Regions from separate parts of the Mus musculus genome. Here region 1 is linked to region 2. Evidence: chromatin contacts called from public Micro-C data. All regions are on one chromosome and are shown on one strand. Each heading gives the region's core, a stretch centred on a gene start, on an enhancer-like site or on the middle of the called end of the contact. The rest is flanking DNA. Distances are from core to core; before and after follow the strand shown. Region 1 overlaps Arhgap24 (Rho GTPase activating protein 24). Region 2 has its middle 100 kb from the start of Gm46947.

Region 1 (7,102 bases), core at 1,581-4,080, 300 kb after region 2:
TCAAAGGACTCATTTTCACATAAAAAAAAAATGTGATTTATCCCAACCCCAATCATCAGAGGGCTATCTTTTTAACTCAGAAATAATATAATAGTATATATCAAAATGTATTATGAGTTTGACTTCATGTGAAGAACTGTACAGTGAAAGCAAACAGAAGAGGAATTTAGTGATGAGTGTGATGTTCAGCCTGTACTGGCTGCTGGGTGGTTCCTTCTCAGTACTGAGAGTCTGGGAGGCCAGGGGCTAAAAGGTGAGCTCTCTTCTGCCATGGCAAGTTCAGGCGTGCTTTTCTGGTTTTATTCTAAATTCTTCTGTTTTCGACAAAAGGAGTTTTTACCTTTGGTTCCAAACTACTGATTATAGAGAAAAACCTTGAGATGTTTGTCCTGAGATGATGTTGAGAAAACCATCTTTGACTTAGCACGCCTACCTGACTGCAACAGTCTGCTCCGTGTCAATGCCTGATAGTTGAGAATATTGTATGAGGCCCACCTTAAGTGACATTCATGAGTGGACATACTGGCTTCTTAGATGTACTGGCTCATTTCCTTTATTCCAGTATTGGCTACTACAAGTGGATAAAAATAAACTGTTTAATCTTTTGAAGCAAATGAATTTTTTTTATTCTGTTGAAACTAAATTTTAATAGTCAATTAACAGAGCCTTTCACCATATTATCCAGGGAGCTAAAAATTCACATAATAAATGAGCTTTGCTAGATGTTACTTATTTGCAGTGATAAAGATTTAAGAATGTACAGAGGTGGTTGGGCACCCAGGGAATCTCTCTGTGTGGGGACCATTCCCCTCGGGACACCTCTCTGCTGCATCTCTCTGTGTGGGGACCGTTCCCCTTAGGACACCTATCTGCTGCATCTCTCTGTGTGGGGACCGTTCCCCTTGGGACACCTCTCTGCTGCATCTCTCTGTGTGGGGACCATTCCCCTCGGGACACCTATCTGCTGCATCTCTCTGTGTGGGGACCGTTCCCCTTGGGACACCTATCTGCTGCTGATTGTTGGAGCTTACATGGGATTTAATAGCTCTCCCATATATTAACCTCCTTTGATATCAATTTAGACATGTCTTTTGTTGTGTTTCTTCAGGGCATCCTTATAAAGATCATTTAAGGAACAAATATCTCTTGTTAACAATATTATGTTTCTGAAGAAGAAAAAAGAAAGTAGTGGGGAAAAATGTAAGATCATCAGAATGTTGCTGATCTCATTTTCAGATGATGGTAAGCCACAGATGCTGGAAAACTCAGTGTAGGCAAAGGGTAGAGATGGTCTGCTCACTCAGTCACTCTTTCTTTAATCTTCGTATCCATCTGGTGGTGCTGACATTTGTGAGATTAGCAGCTCATTGCTGTGCAAGTGCTAATAGCGCTGAGAGTTCAGCATCTGAGACAGACAGAAGCACTTGAGACAGACACACAGAATGCCAAGTACTACTAGGGAGAGTGCGTTCTGAGGCTAAGAGGGCTCCTTTTTAGTCCTTCCTTTTATTGAAAATTGATTTTGTTCTCATACGATTTATCCTGCTTACAGTTTCCCTCTACTCCTCCCAGTTCCTCCCCACCTCACCTCCACTCTGGATCCACTCCCTTTTTCTTTCTTATTAGAAAAGAGCAGGCTTCTAAGAGAGAACAGGAAAACAGGACAAAATAAAATATAGTAAGATTTAAAAAAAAAAAAGCCACCACATTGAGGCTGGACAAGACAACTCAACAGAAGGAAAAGAGCCTTAAGAGCAAGCACAAGAATCAGAGACCCACTCGTTCACACATTCAGGAGTCTCATAAAAATACTAAGCTGAAATCTTTAATGTGTACACAGAAGACCTGGTGGCGAGTTGAGTAGACCCTGTACTTGACACTTCAGCCTCTGTAAGTTCATATAAGCCTTGCTCGGTTGACTCAGAGGGCCTTGTTCAAGAGAAGAACTCCTGAGACACAGATGTGACTTAAATCGGAAGATAGGCTGTGTTCACTGAGGAGATGGTATTTGTATAGAGATGTTAGCAAATGCTGTAAATCTGAGGAGACATGGCAGGGGCAGGAAGCTGTTGGCATTGAACTGTTCACAAAGAAGAGACAGTGTAGAACATCTCAGATGCAAGGTGTTAGTAAAAGCAGACTGGGATCACGGGGGCAGGGACAGAGCAGTGTGAGCTAGTTTTGGAAAAACTTGTACAGATACCCCATGTAAAATAAAGTTGCTCATTATTTTGATATCGATAGGAAGCTGTCATGACACAGATATCAGTTTGACAGTTTGAAATTTTTTCACTGTTTGAGAAAGAAGAAGGGCCTCCAGTGTAGTTGTGAGATGATTTGGGAAGGTTATACAGGTATCAAGTAGTGGTGCTAGGCTAAACCACATAGGTGCTAGCTTAGATGCAATGAAGACGCCTGAATCTGTGTCCAAGCAAAGAAAAGAGGTCACACTACACAGGGATGGGTTCATTTCAGGACTGAAAGAGAGAGGCGTGGGAACCTGCTGGCTCAGCATCCTGTATTCTTGGAGGTAGAATATCATAGAAAAGCCAGTTATTTCGCTTTTCAAGGCCAGATGACTAGAACACTGGAGAAAGATGGAGTAGGCTCCCTGAGTCTATGAAGTATTCAGACAAGGTTTCCATCATTGATGTTGAGTTTGCATGAGGTCAACAGCAGAGTACATTGGGCACACAAGGATGCTTGCTCGTGTTGACCGCTGTGAGTCAGTAACTCTCATGACTATTGTGACCCGTAGAACAAGACACTGCTCTAGACTCCAACAGCTGATGATGTCATGACTGGATTGGAACTTGGGGTTTCCTGTTTTCCAGTAACCAACACAGATGACTCATTAGGTCTGAATGAGATGCTTAGGAATGGGGTGCAAACAGTGACTCCTCACAGCTGGCTGAGGTGGGAGGCAGCTCCCCAGCCTGCTCTATATCTTCCCTGTCATATTCATCCTTAGCAGACAAGCACTGAGGAAGAAAAAACCCATGTTTATGATGTTGGAAAAGATATGTATATGAGACAACTCATTAAAGAATTACCCGTGGTCAGTAAATATGTGAAAGATTCTTTTATGATAAATAAACTTGACATGGCTGATGGTAGCCATCATAGCCAGAAATAGAGGACTCATGAGTCAAGTTCTATTTGTATATTGGAACACTAAGAAACCACGGAAATGTTCTTGTATATGAATAGCTAATAAGAAATGTATTTTTAGTTAAAAAAAAAGCTGCGTATATTCCCTGACACTCGATTTTAATTATATTTAGATATTGGATGTATGTCTATGTGTGAAGAAGTGAGGCTGAAAATATATCCCAAAGTGTTAAGAGATTACTTCATCAGACGATAGTTGATTTTGATTCATTCCTTTTTATGTTTCACTTTTTTCATGTGCTCTGTAATAAACACATATTATTTTGTCAAAATAAAGTGATTGACATGATAAGTGATTTCCTCGTGAAAATGTATACTTTAATTCTACCACTTGGCATAAGTCAGGCAGTGCATTGCCCTTATCTAATACAGTGTTTAAGTAAGAATGTCTCAGGAGGCCCCAGGTTCTGTCTTCCCACCTCCAGAGCTAGTTCCCACTCTACGAGTGCCTTTTCTTCACCAACTGCCTCTGTTTCCATCACATACAACACCACAAGGATAGTGTTTGAGAACACTTCTTGTTTTTAAAGCCGAGGATTACAGCACACACACTAAAATCCCATCTAACACACACACACACACACACACACACACACACACACACACACACACACACATATATATACTGTGTGGTGGAGAACAGCATAGTCAGCCGAGCTGACAGCTGTGTTTATCTGAGTAATGAGATTACATTTGGGGCATTTCAGTTCCCTTCTCTGGGATTTTCTGTGTTTTTCTAAATTTCTACAAGAGCCACTCACCAAGTTCAGCACAACAGGAAAAATACACATTATTTCACAAAGGTCAGAGGGGTAGAGAGAGCTGGAAGAGGAGAATGAATCCGAGTGTTTACGGACCTGGGATCTCTGTGGAATCCGTCAAGCATTCATCTTTGTTATTTACAGCAGCTGGCCTTTCCTAAGTCTCCTTGGGAACTCCCTCCTCTTGCTGCAGTACTTTCAGACACATGGAAAAATCAAAACTTCCAGGAGGTTGAATGCGAGCTCAGGTACTAAGGGCAGGTGCAAGAGCATTCCTCAAGTATTAGCTGTGGGCGAGCATCTTAGGAAACAGTTCACACTCTCTGGCCATATGGCCTCACAGAGGCTGTTAGGATATCTCTGGCCATCTCTGTTAAGGTCTACGAGAAGGAGAGTAAGATGAAATTTTCCAAGCTTGAGTCTGGAATCTATCACCAATGAGCTTGGAAACTTGAGCAAGTCTGAGTCTTTATATTTAGTGATCCACTCATTCGTCGTTCGGCAAACTAACCCGGAGAACAAGATACTGTGCAGTCTTTGTCACTAGCCTCAAGTACAGCCCAGTGAGTAAACAAGTTACTCTCATGGAGGCAGAACAAGGCTGTGCTATGTGTGTGAGCATGTAATGCCAGAGAGGAGGGAGAGGAGTGGGGGAAAGACAGACTGATGTACAGGAGGGCACGGGGCAGACAAAGGCTGGCTTATTAATTGCCAGACATTCTCCGACACACGACAGGAAGCACCTGAAGACTGAGAGGCAGCCTAGTCACCATGCTGCTTCCGTCACCACTGTTAGAAGCACACCAAGGGGCTTTGCACCGGTGGAGGGGTGCCTATAGTTTTGTGGAAAGTTTGCCTTTGTGAAAAAAGGACTGATATTCCTTTTGTCTATTGTAGGGCATTCTCCTCCTGGGTGTAAACATTCCCTGTAGTGTGTGGTGTTTCCACACCCAAGCCCCTTCATGTCCCTTTGCTCAGGTGATTCTACATGAAATTGTAATTTAGTAAAAACAAAAGACATGATCAAGAACCGGGCATGGTGGCACATGCCTTTAATCCCAGCACTCAGGAGGCAGAGGCAGGCGGATTTCTGAGTTCGAGGCCAGCCTGGTCTACAAAGTGAGTTCCAGGACAGTCAGAGCTATACAGAGAAACCCTGTCTCGAAAAACAAACAAACAAACAAACAAACAAACACAACAAAAAGGACATGGTCAAGTAGTTTACTGGTGCCAGCTCACAAAATGTCACACACTGATCATTTCTGTATATCTCTCCAATATCACTAATAAACTCAGCCAGTGCTCTTGTCTTCTAGATATCTCTCTGTGGATATGTCAATACTAACCTGTGTAACAGCCATCTTGGGATGAATTGTAAACCACAAAAAAGGACACTGAAATCTTAAAGCTGTTATTGCTTATTTTTGCATGTCCTTGTTGACCCAGGTGCCATACATCATGCCAAGTTTCTTGGGGTCCAGTTCTTTGTCCTCAGGTGTTGGTGGCCTTCAGTAAGATGTCACATGAAAGTGCACGGGGACACTGCTGTCTGCAGGCCAGCCAAAGGCTCTAATGCCTGCTCACTGCAGGGGCATTCCCTGCCTGCACGGAAAAGAAGCCACACAGTGTAACAGGGACTGGGCATGCAGGGCTAAGAGGAGGATTTCTCACCAAGTCGAAGACTGTTTCAGACTCTTCCTTATGAACACAGATTATATTCCTTTGGGAAATGAACAAACCTATCTTTTTCTGGAGGTGCTTGGAAATACTCACAGGGTTGAGGAAGGAAAAGCACACAGGAAAAGGAGAGGAGAGAGGGAGATGCGGAAGGGGAAGGACGGGAACTGCTGAGACACGTGGCACTCATAGGACACAGATAGGACATGTTTGAAGACCACTGGAGAGTGATTGAGTGTCAGAGTTAGGGATAGTGTGCGCCATAGTAAGATCACACACAGTCCCATCGGACGCCTGTGCTTATTGTTTGCATTAAACGTGTAGACAGTAGGGTCACCTCTAATTCTAAGCTTCCTTCAGTCCTTTCTGTTAGATGTTGTTCAGTACATGCCTTCAAATGTAAATCTACTTGTGCTGAGAGGTAGGTCCCATATCTGGTCCATCCGGGTTTGGTGGACTCCGTAGTTGGTCCATCTGGGTTTAAACCCTGGATATGCTACATGTGACCTTCAACTTAACATTCAACCTTTCTGTTGCTCAGCTTCCCTGTTCCTAAAGAAGAATAAAAATATTACCTATGGTAAAGAATTAGTGTGATGATGAAACAGATCTTATATATACATATATGTTGCAATACATATAGATATATATTCTTTATATTCTATATAATCATTATTATACAATATATGATATATAATCTGAATATTATATAATATTAATAATGACCATGTAATTACAACTAATACTATAATAATAAATACAATATATATAATTATGAAATTATATAAGATATCTAGTATTTTATATTATATATTAATCATAGCATATGAAATGTAATACATTTTATTATAATATTATATATTGTATAAAGGTATACATATTTTATATATATATATATATATGAAATACATAAAGAAGCACGTGGAGGCCACCACCAGGGAATGGGCTCACTTCCCTACTGTGCTGGCTGGCACGCCTCTCTACATTGTCATGCCCAGTCTGTTTTCTGTTTACCCCACTGCTCTCCACAGCAGTCTCTGTTTATTTTGGACTGAGTCTGTCACTCTTGCAAATACTCTGATCATCAGAGCAGTGGGTCTCAATCTTCCAGGTGCTGCAGTTCCTAGTGTTGTGACTCCCGACCATAAAATTATTCAAGGTGCTTCTACATAACTGTAATTTTGCTACTGTTGTGAACCATAATATAAATATGTGTGCTTTTCAGTGATCTTAAGGTTGTTCAACCCCACGGGGATCACCACGCACAGACTGAGAACTGCAGATCTAAGGGAGCCCTCTTTTCCTTTAAAATACCCTGACTTTATCCTGGGAATGTTATCCCTTCTTTTCTGACGTGAGTTATTCTGTTTTTGAACACTCCTTGCTGGTCCTATTATTTCAGTGGAAAATGTGACTTTTCCCATATGGAGAGGACCACACAGACTTGCCTCTGATATAACCTAAGCAAGATATCTTCACCACCTAGCAAGATG
Region 2 (7,292 bases), core at 2,082-4,581:
TAAAAGATCATGGCCAAGGTAACTTTTAGATGGAGACTGTTTGGGGCTCACAGTGCCAGATGAACTCTTCTGCTTGAGGGCTGAGCAGAGGTGGAAGGCAGCAGGCAGCTGGAGCAGCAGCTGTGATCTTACGTCTTGAACCACAAACAGGAAACAGAGAGACACAACAGGTACGAGTATGGCTTTTGAAATATCAAAGCCCAACCCCAGTGACATATTTCTTCCAGCAAGGCTACCTTCCAAGCTCGTCCTAAGAGCCAGCAACTGTGACTCAAATGTTCAGATGCCTGAGACTACAGTGGCCATCTCGTCCAATCTACTATACTTACCAGTCCCCCTTCCTTTCTATCCTTCCCCTCCTGAATTCTCCCTCAGATGCCACACATGTTTACAATCCTCCCCTCTCATGAGGCTTCTGTTTGCTCTCTCCCCCTAATGGTTCCCTTCCATCCTGGCCTCTATGGGCATCTCAAGTTAAGCACACTACTCTAAGGGTTCATACATAGGATCTACATATAAGGGACAACAAGCAGCATCTGTCTTTCAGGGCCTGGGTTGCCTCACTCAGTTCAATATTTTCCAGTTCCATTATTTCCCTGCAATTTTCATAATTCCACTTTTCTTTTTTCCAATTTTTGATTAGGTATTTTCTTCATTTACATTTCAAATGTTATCCTGAAAGTCCCCCATACCCTTCGCCCCTCCAATTCCACTTTTCTTAATGGAATAAGAAAGTTCCATGGACCCATGCTTTTACTATCCACGGAGCATCTGATGGACATCTAGGCTGAATCTGTTACCCGTGTGCAAGCTGAGACACATGGGTCTAGTTTCTGTCTTCTAAATGTGCAAATCCAGTTTTCCCAGGACCATTGCCTAAAGAGGCTTTTCACCGCAGAATATTACTGACAGCTTAAAGCTTGGTTGTAAGTGTTCTAATTTATATTCTGGGTATTCTATTCTATTCTATTCTATTCTATTCTATTCTATTCTATTCTATTCTATTCTATTCTATTCCATTCCATTCCATCCCATCCCATCCCATCCCATCCCATCCCATCCCATTCCATTCCATTCTATTCCACTCCATTCTATTTTTCTACGTATCTGCTTTAGTGCATGCAGTCCCCCCATTGTTCTGTAATATAATTTTTTTAAAATAAAAATTTGTGTGTGTGTGTGTGTGTGTGTGTGTGTGTGTGTGTGTGTGTGTGTGTTTGCTTACCTAGCACACATGTAGTGGCCAATGGAAAACTTGAAAGAGTTGATTCTTTTTTCCCAATGTGTAGGTTCTGGGGATTGAACTAAGGTTATCAGGTGTGGCAGCAAGCGCCTTTACCCAGCATCTCCGTGGCCTTCTGTAAGGCAGTGTGACTGGGTGTTGACACCCTCAGCTCTGCTCTCTATGCTACGTAACTATTTGAGACCCTTGGTGCTTCTTTATGAAATTTGGGTTGTTTTCCTCTAGTTCTGTGAGACATTTCATTGGAATTTCGATGGGGTTTGCACTGACCTTGTAGATAGTTTTGAGTAATGCAGCCATTTTCACAATATTACCATGCTTGTTGTGAGCATGGGGAGGGCACTACATTTTCTAGTGTCTTCTTCAATGTATTTCCCCAGCATCATAAGATTTCTTTGTAAAAGTCTTTCTCCTCCTTGCTTAGATTTATCTCTCAGTACTTTATTTTTGGAAGCTATTGTGTGTGGTGTTTTTGCCCTTATGCATTTTGAGCAACTTCATTGTTGGAATGTAGGGAAGCTGATGGTGCCTGTGTGTTGGTTCTCTGCTCCTACTTTTCTAAAAGTGTTTATCATATCAAATCAGAAGTTTTCTGTTTGAGACTTTAGTGCTTTTTAAGTACGGGATGATTTCATACACAAATAGAAACAACGTGGTTGCTTCCTCTCCAGTTTATATCTCTCTTGTTTGCTTTTTCCTGTCTTATTGTCATAACTTTATAAGGGAGGAGAGCAGGTGACATAGTGTTATTCCGAACTTTGGAGGGAAAGCTCTGAGTTTTGCCCCATACAGTATCAAGCAGGCTATAGTTTCGTCATATTTAGCCTTTATTATATGGAGGTGTATTCCTTCTGTTCAGGGATATATCATCAGTGGATGTTGAAGTTTTGCTGAAGTGTTCCTGAGTAAACTGAAGCAACCCATTTCTAACCTTAGGTCCAGTTGTGTTCTGATTGGTATTGATTTGTGTACGACCAGCAATCACAGTCCCAGATGAAATTAATTTGGTCATGATGTATGGCCTTCTTCATGTATTCTTGACTTTAATTTGCAAGAGTTTTATTGAGATGTTTTGCATTTATCTTCACTGGGGAATTGGTCTACAGTTTCTCTGTTTGGTCTTTATTCAGCTTTGGTATTGGAAGCTGGCTTTGTAGAATGAGTTTATATAGAAAGAGTTTTGTAGTATTCCTTCCCTTTCTGTGTTAAGGAAGAGTTTGAGGGCATTGGTGTCAATGTTTCTTTAAACGTTTGCTAGACCACAGCAGCAAAGCCCTTTGGTCCTGAATGATTTTGTCTGCTTTCTTTCTTTTTTCTTTTTTATTATAGTTTCCATCTCATTGATTGCTACAGGTTTGCTTAAGTTGTTTCTGTTTCCTGGATTTAATCTTGGTAGGTCATATTTCTTTAACAATCCATGCATGTTTTCTAGATTTTCTAAGTTTTTGAATGCAAGTTTTCAAAGTGCTTCATAATAATTCTTTGTATTTCACTGGGAAATATAGTGAGCTGCTTTTCTCCCCTCTTGTTTGTGTACATTTGTTGTGGATGGCTCTATGCTGCTTTTATTTTTATGTTAATTCCACTCTTTGGGAGGGGTTGTCTGGAATTAGGAACGAGTCACATGTTCAGGTGGCCACTAATGAATAAATGAGCCAATCACTGGGCAAGTAGGCGGGACTTCTGGGTTGGATGGAGGAAGAGAGGAAGCAGGAGAGAGTTAGGCCCTTTTTGGATGGGGATAGCGTGAGGACAAGATGTAGCAATGAGTGTCTCCTGGTTTTAATGGTGGAGCTGTCAGGATTCACCACCAGAGGATGTAGATTTAATAAGGCTTACAAGGTTAGGATTTTAGCTGCTGCAGGTGATTGAGTTACCATTGTTTCTGAGCTAAGTTTGTGTGGTGTTTTCCTTCATAAGGAGGCTCGTCTGGGTTCAAGAGAGAAAGGTATGGCAGCAAAACATGGGTTTGACTGATGTGCACCACAAAGGCCATGGGGGATTTGAAGCACAGGGTTGGCTTGGTAATGACCCACCTGTGGGAACCCAGTGAGCTGGGTGGAGAGATTGTGGAGTTCTGAGTCAGTCTCTATGAGATAAAAATAGGTTGGCCATTGCCCACCAGTGCATGGCCAGCCAGGCAGCTGTGGCAGAGAGTTGCCAGCACAAAAACAAGAACATGCTGGGCCGTTTTTTAATATTTCCCACAACAGATGGCGAACCAATGTGTCGGGCAAGAGTCCACTAGAAATTTAAGATTATTAGCCTGAGAGTTACAGTTTTATTTTATTTCTTTTCTTCTTCTTCTTTTTTTTTTCTTTAAAGTGAGTAGCTAGGTGGCAGTACTTTTGGTCAGTGTTACTAAGGCTTTGAAAATTGTATTTACTTTATCAGAGAGGCAACTCCAGCCAGATCTTTGAGTCTTCATGTCATTAACTTCTACCCTGATCTGTTTCTTAGTTTGGGGTTTGGATTGTTCTTATTTTTCTAGGACCCTGAGATATATCATTAGGTAATTTGAGATCTTTCTGGTTTTTGTTTATTTTGTTTATTGTTTTAAGATTTGTTTATTTTATTTATATGAGTACATTGTAGCTGCCTTCAGACACCAGAAGAGGGCATCAGACACCATTGCAAATGGTTGTAAGCCACCAGGTAGTTGCTGGGAATTGAACTCAGGACCTCTGGAAGAACAGTCAGTGCTCTTAACCACTGAGCCATCTCTCCAGCCCACTTTCTGGATATTATGAATAAAGCTGATATGAATATAGTTGAGCAAGTATCCTTGTGGTATGATAGAACATCTTTTCAATATATATGCCCAGGAGTGGTATAGCTGGGTCTTGAGGTAAAACTATTCCCAATTTTCAGAGAAACCACAAATTTTATTTCCAAAGTGGTTGTACAAGTTTGCACTCCCACCAGTAATGGAGGAGTGTTCCCCTTGCTCTACATCTTTGTCAGAATATGCTGTCACCTGAGTTTTTGATCTTTGATATCTGACAGGTATAAGATAGAATCTCAGAATCATTTTGATTTGCATTTTCCTGATGACAAAGTTTGTTGAACATTTCTTTAAGTGCTTCTTGGCCACCAGAGATTCCTCTGTTGAGACTTCTCTGTTTAGCTCTGTTCCCCATTTTTTAAAATTGTGTCATTGGTTTGTTGGTACATAATTTCTTGTGGCTATTAGCCCTCTGTCAGATGTAGGGTTGGTGAAGATCTTTCCCCATTCTGTAGGTTACTGTTCTGTTCTGTTGAGGGTGTCCTTAGCTTTGCAGAAGCTTTACAGTTTCATGAGGTCCTGTTTATTAATTGTTGATCTTAGTGCCTGAGCTTTTGGTGTTCTGTTCTGGAAGTTTTCCCCTGTGCCAATATGTTCAAGGCATTTCCCCACTTTCTCTTCTATTAGAATTAGTGCATCCAGTTTTATGTTGAGGTCTTTGGACTTGAGTTTTGTGAAGGGTGGTAAATATGAATCTATTTTCATTCTTCTATATGCAAACATCCAATTAGACTAACACTGTTTGTTGAAGGTATTTTCTTTTTTCCACTATATGATTTTGGCTTCTTTGTCAAAAATCAAGTGTCCTTAGGTGTATGAGTTTATTTCTGGGTCTTCAATTCTATTCCACTGCTCAATATGTTTATTCAATGCCAGTACCATGTGCCTTCAATTTTCATTGCTCTGTAGTACAGTTGGAAATCAGGGATGGTGATACCTTCAGAAGTTCTTTTATTGTCCAGGATTGTTTTAGTGATCCTGAGTCTTTTTTTTTTTTTTTTCATATGAAGTTGAGAATTGCTCTATCAACTCAATGTCTACAAGATCCCTGGGAAATTTTTCTATTGGTTGACAGTAGCTAAGAAAAAGGTTAAATAAAGGGTGGACATTTGAAATTAGCAATTATGACTATTTTTAAATAAAAGAAGTGCTATATTATCTTACATTGTCTTTTTGCAAAGAAGTGTGAACCAAAAAGCATTATTATCTCAACTGAGTAAATGAAGGTTTCAATTACACAAGAAGACACATTAGTCATATAAAATTCTAATATTCAAACAAGAATTCTAATATGTAAACATTTGCCAGGATATTTCCAATATTTTGGTATTTAAGAGTGTATGTAATGTTAAGTTGAATCATAAATCATAGTACAACCATGAGTCCATTCTTATTTAAAGATAATCTATTTCTGATGTGATACAAATTTGTAATTTGTTTCTTATACATATATTGGTGAAAACTATCTGCTTTCCAGGCACATATGCTTAGTTGATTGTGAAAATGTTGATTTGAACAATATTCATCCTTGAGTGTATCGCCAGGGAAGTTCTCCTCCTCTAAGAGTGAAGAGGAAAGAAGACAGAATTGTATCCAGTGTATCCAGTGCGGTGTCTGAAACCGTTACAATGGTGTGCATCTTGTTTCCATTATTTTTTATTGCCGTGTTTCGATGAGATCATACTTTGAGCCACCATAGCTGACCTGTTCTTTATGAGCAACTCTGAGCACCCAGCATCCTTCCTAACAGGATAGTCTCTGCTGATACAAGTTCCCTCAAGAGGTTTTGGAATTTTCATTGATGGTCTTTTCAATCTTGCGACAATTCATATGCCATCATTAATTATCTCTGTTTTCCAACCTGGTTGAGTGAAATAATTAAGTTTCACCAGCAAGAAAAATCAGTGTATTAAAAACCTTTGGCTGCGTTTGCATTAGGCTGAGATGAAAGGGAGCCTGGGAGCAGAGGCAATGTCTCAGCTGGAATGTAACTGTCAACAGCACTAACACGACTCACCAGCTCTATTAGCAGAAACGGCCTGCAGGGATCTTTACATCAAAATCATTAAAAACTAAGATTGTCAACAAACTCAGTCCTAGTTGGACCTAGAAGCCGATTTAGAAACCGATTTTCTCTAGTAATTGGGCTTAATGAGTTACTCTCTCAGTATCATGCTTTATGGTGTAATTAAACACACACACACACACACACACACACACACACACACACACACACTGAAGGTGTGGTTCTCAGTCATGCATTGAGAGGTGATTGGGTGGTAAAGGTGCCATACTCATCAAGGGACATCCCACAACTGATTGCACTCTTGGGATGTGGTGACCTCCCAGCTTAGAAGCTGTGACCTGGAATAGGGAGGGGGTGAGGGGTGGAAGGATGTGTCTGTTCCTTAGCCACTCTTCTGCCTTCCTTGCCTTCCTCACCTCCGTGAGAAAATCAACAATGTTCTTCCAGAGGCTTCCTGACTTCCTACAGTCCAGTAACAGTGGAGCCAGTGTCTGAGAGCAGAACCTTCTGAAACTGTGAACGAAGACTTCCTCCCTTAAAAACATCAGTGCTTTGTAAGCCCCTGGGGATGATGTCTTCCCTCCAGGACACTCTCAGGTGAACACTGAAGATTCCATAGGCCAGAACCTCCAGGTTACAAATGAGTTTTACATATTATATTCCTGTGAAAGTGCTACTTGATTTATTTAATGGGAGGGTTATCACTTGGTTTTAATGATATATCAAAGAAAACACTGAGATCTCTTGTCATGCCAGTACCCCCCCCCCCCAAAAAAAATCTTTCAATGAGATCTTGAGCAGAATAAACTAAGCGAGTGTGTCAGTCCCTCCACAGGAAGTGGAGCTTTTAAGCCATTACAGTTGAGAAAAAGCACATAGCATCTTCTGGATCTGGGCTATGACCTCATCAATATAATACTTTCTAGGTCCATCCACTTGCCTGCAAATTTCATGCTAGCACTCTTCTTGACAGCTGAATAGTATTTCACAGTGCATTTGTATCATGTTTTCATCATCTGATGAGGAATATAGATGTTGCTTCCGTTTCCCAGCTATTGTGAAGAGGGAGGCAGTGAAGTTGGCCAAGCCAGTATCTGTGGGGTAAGATACCAAAGAGTGATGTAGCTGAGTCGGATGACAGATTTATTTTCAGCTTTTTGAGTATTTTCGTATTGCTTTATAGAGTAGCTAGCTGCACCACTTGGCATTCCCACCAACAGTAAATGAATGAGTTTTCC

The links. Hi-C and Micro-C count contacts between places; a contact is called where the count stands out from the background.
Region 1: a Micro-C map of muscle stem cells shows a contact between it and region 2, with 7 times the contacts expected there. The contact joins two enhancer-like sites. A contact is called at or near these places in 2 of 484 Hi-C or Micro-C datasets (muscle stem cells and myocytes).

What each region holds. Positions count from the first base shown.
Region 1 is chr5:102,574,106-102,581,207 of GRCm38.p6, forward strand. All of the region lies in intron 2 of Arhgap24 (Rho GTPase activating protein 24), which reads left to right. Among named protein-coding and RNA genes, the nearest start is that of Gm30396, 54 kb to the right of the region's middle. Within about 2 kb of position 2,831, at least 43 of the 459 cell types and tissues checked have an H3K27ac peak or open chromatin away from gene starts, as enhancers often do. A contact at or near this core is called in muscle stem cells and myocytes, where this site is marked.
Region 2 is chr5:102,272,445-102,279,736 of GRCm38.p6, forward strand. It overlaps a transcript of Arhgap24 not described here. Among named protein-coding and RNA genes, the nearest start is that of Gm46947, 100 kb to the left of the region's middle. Within about 2 kb of position 3,332, at least 2 of the 459 cell types and tissues checked have an H3K27ac peak or open chromatin away from gene starts, as enhancers often do. A contact at or near this core is called in muscle stem cells and myocytes, where this site is marked.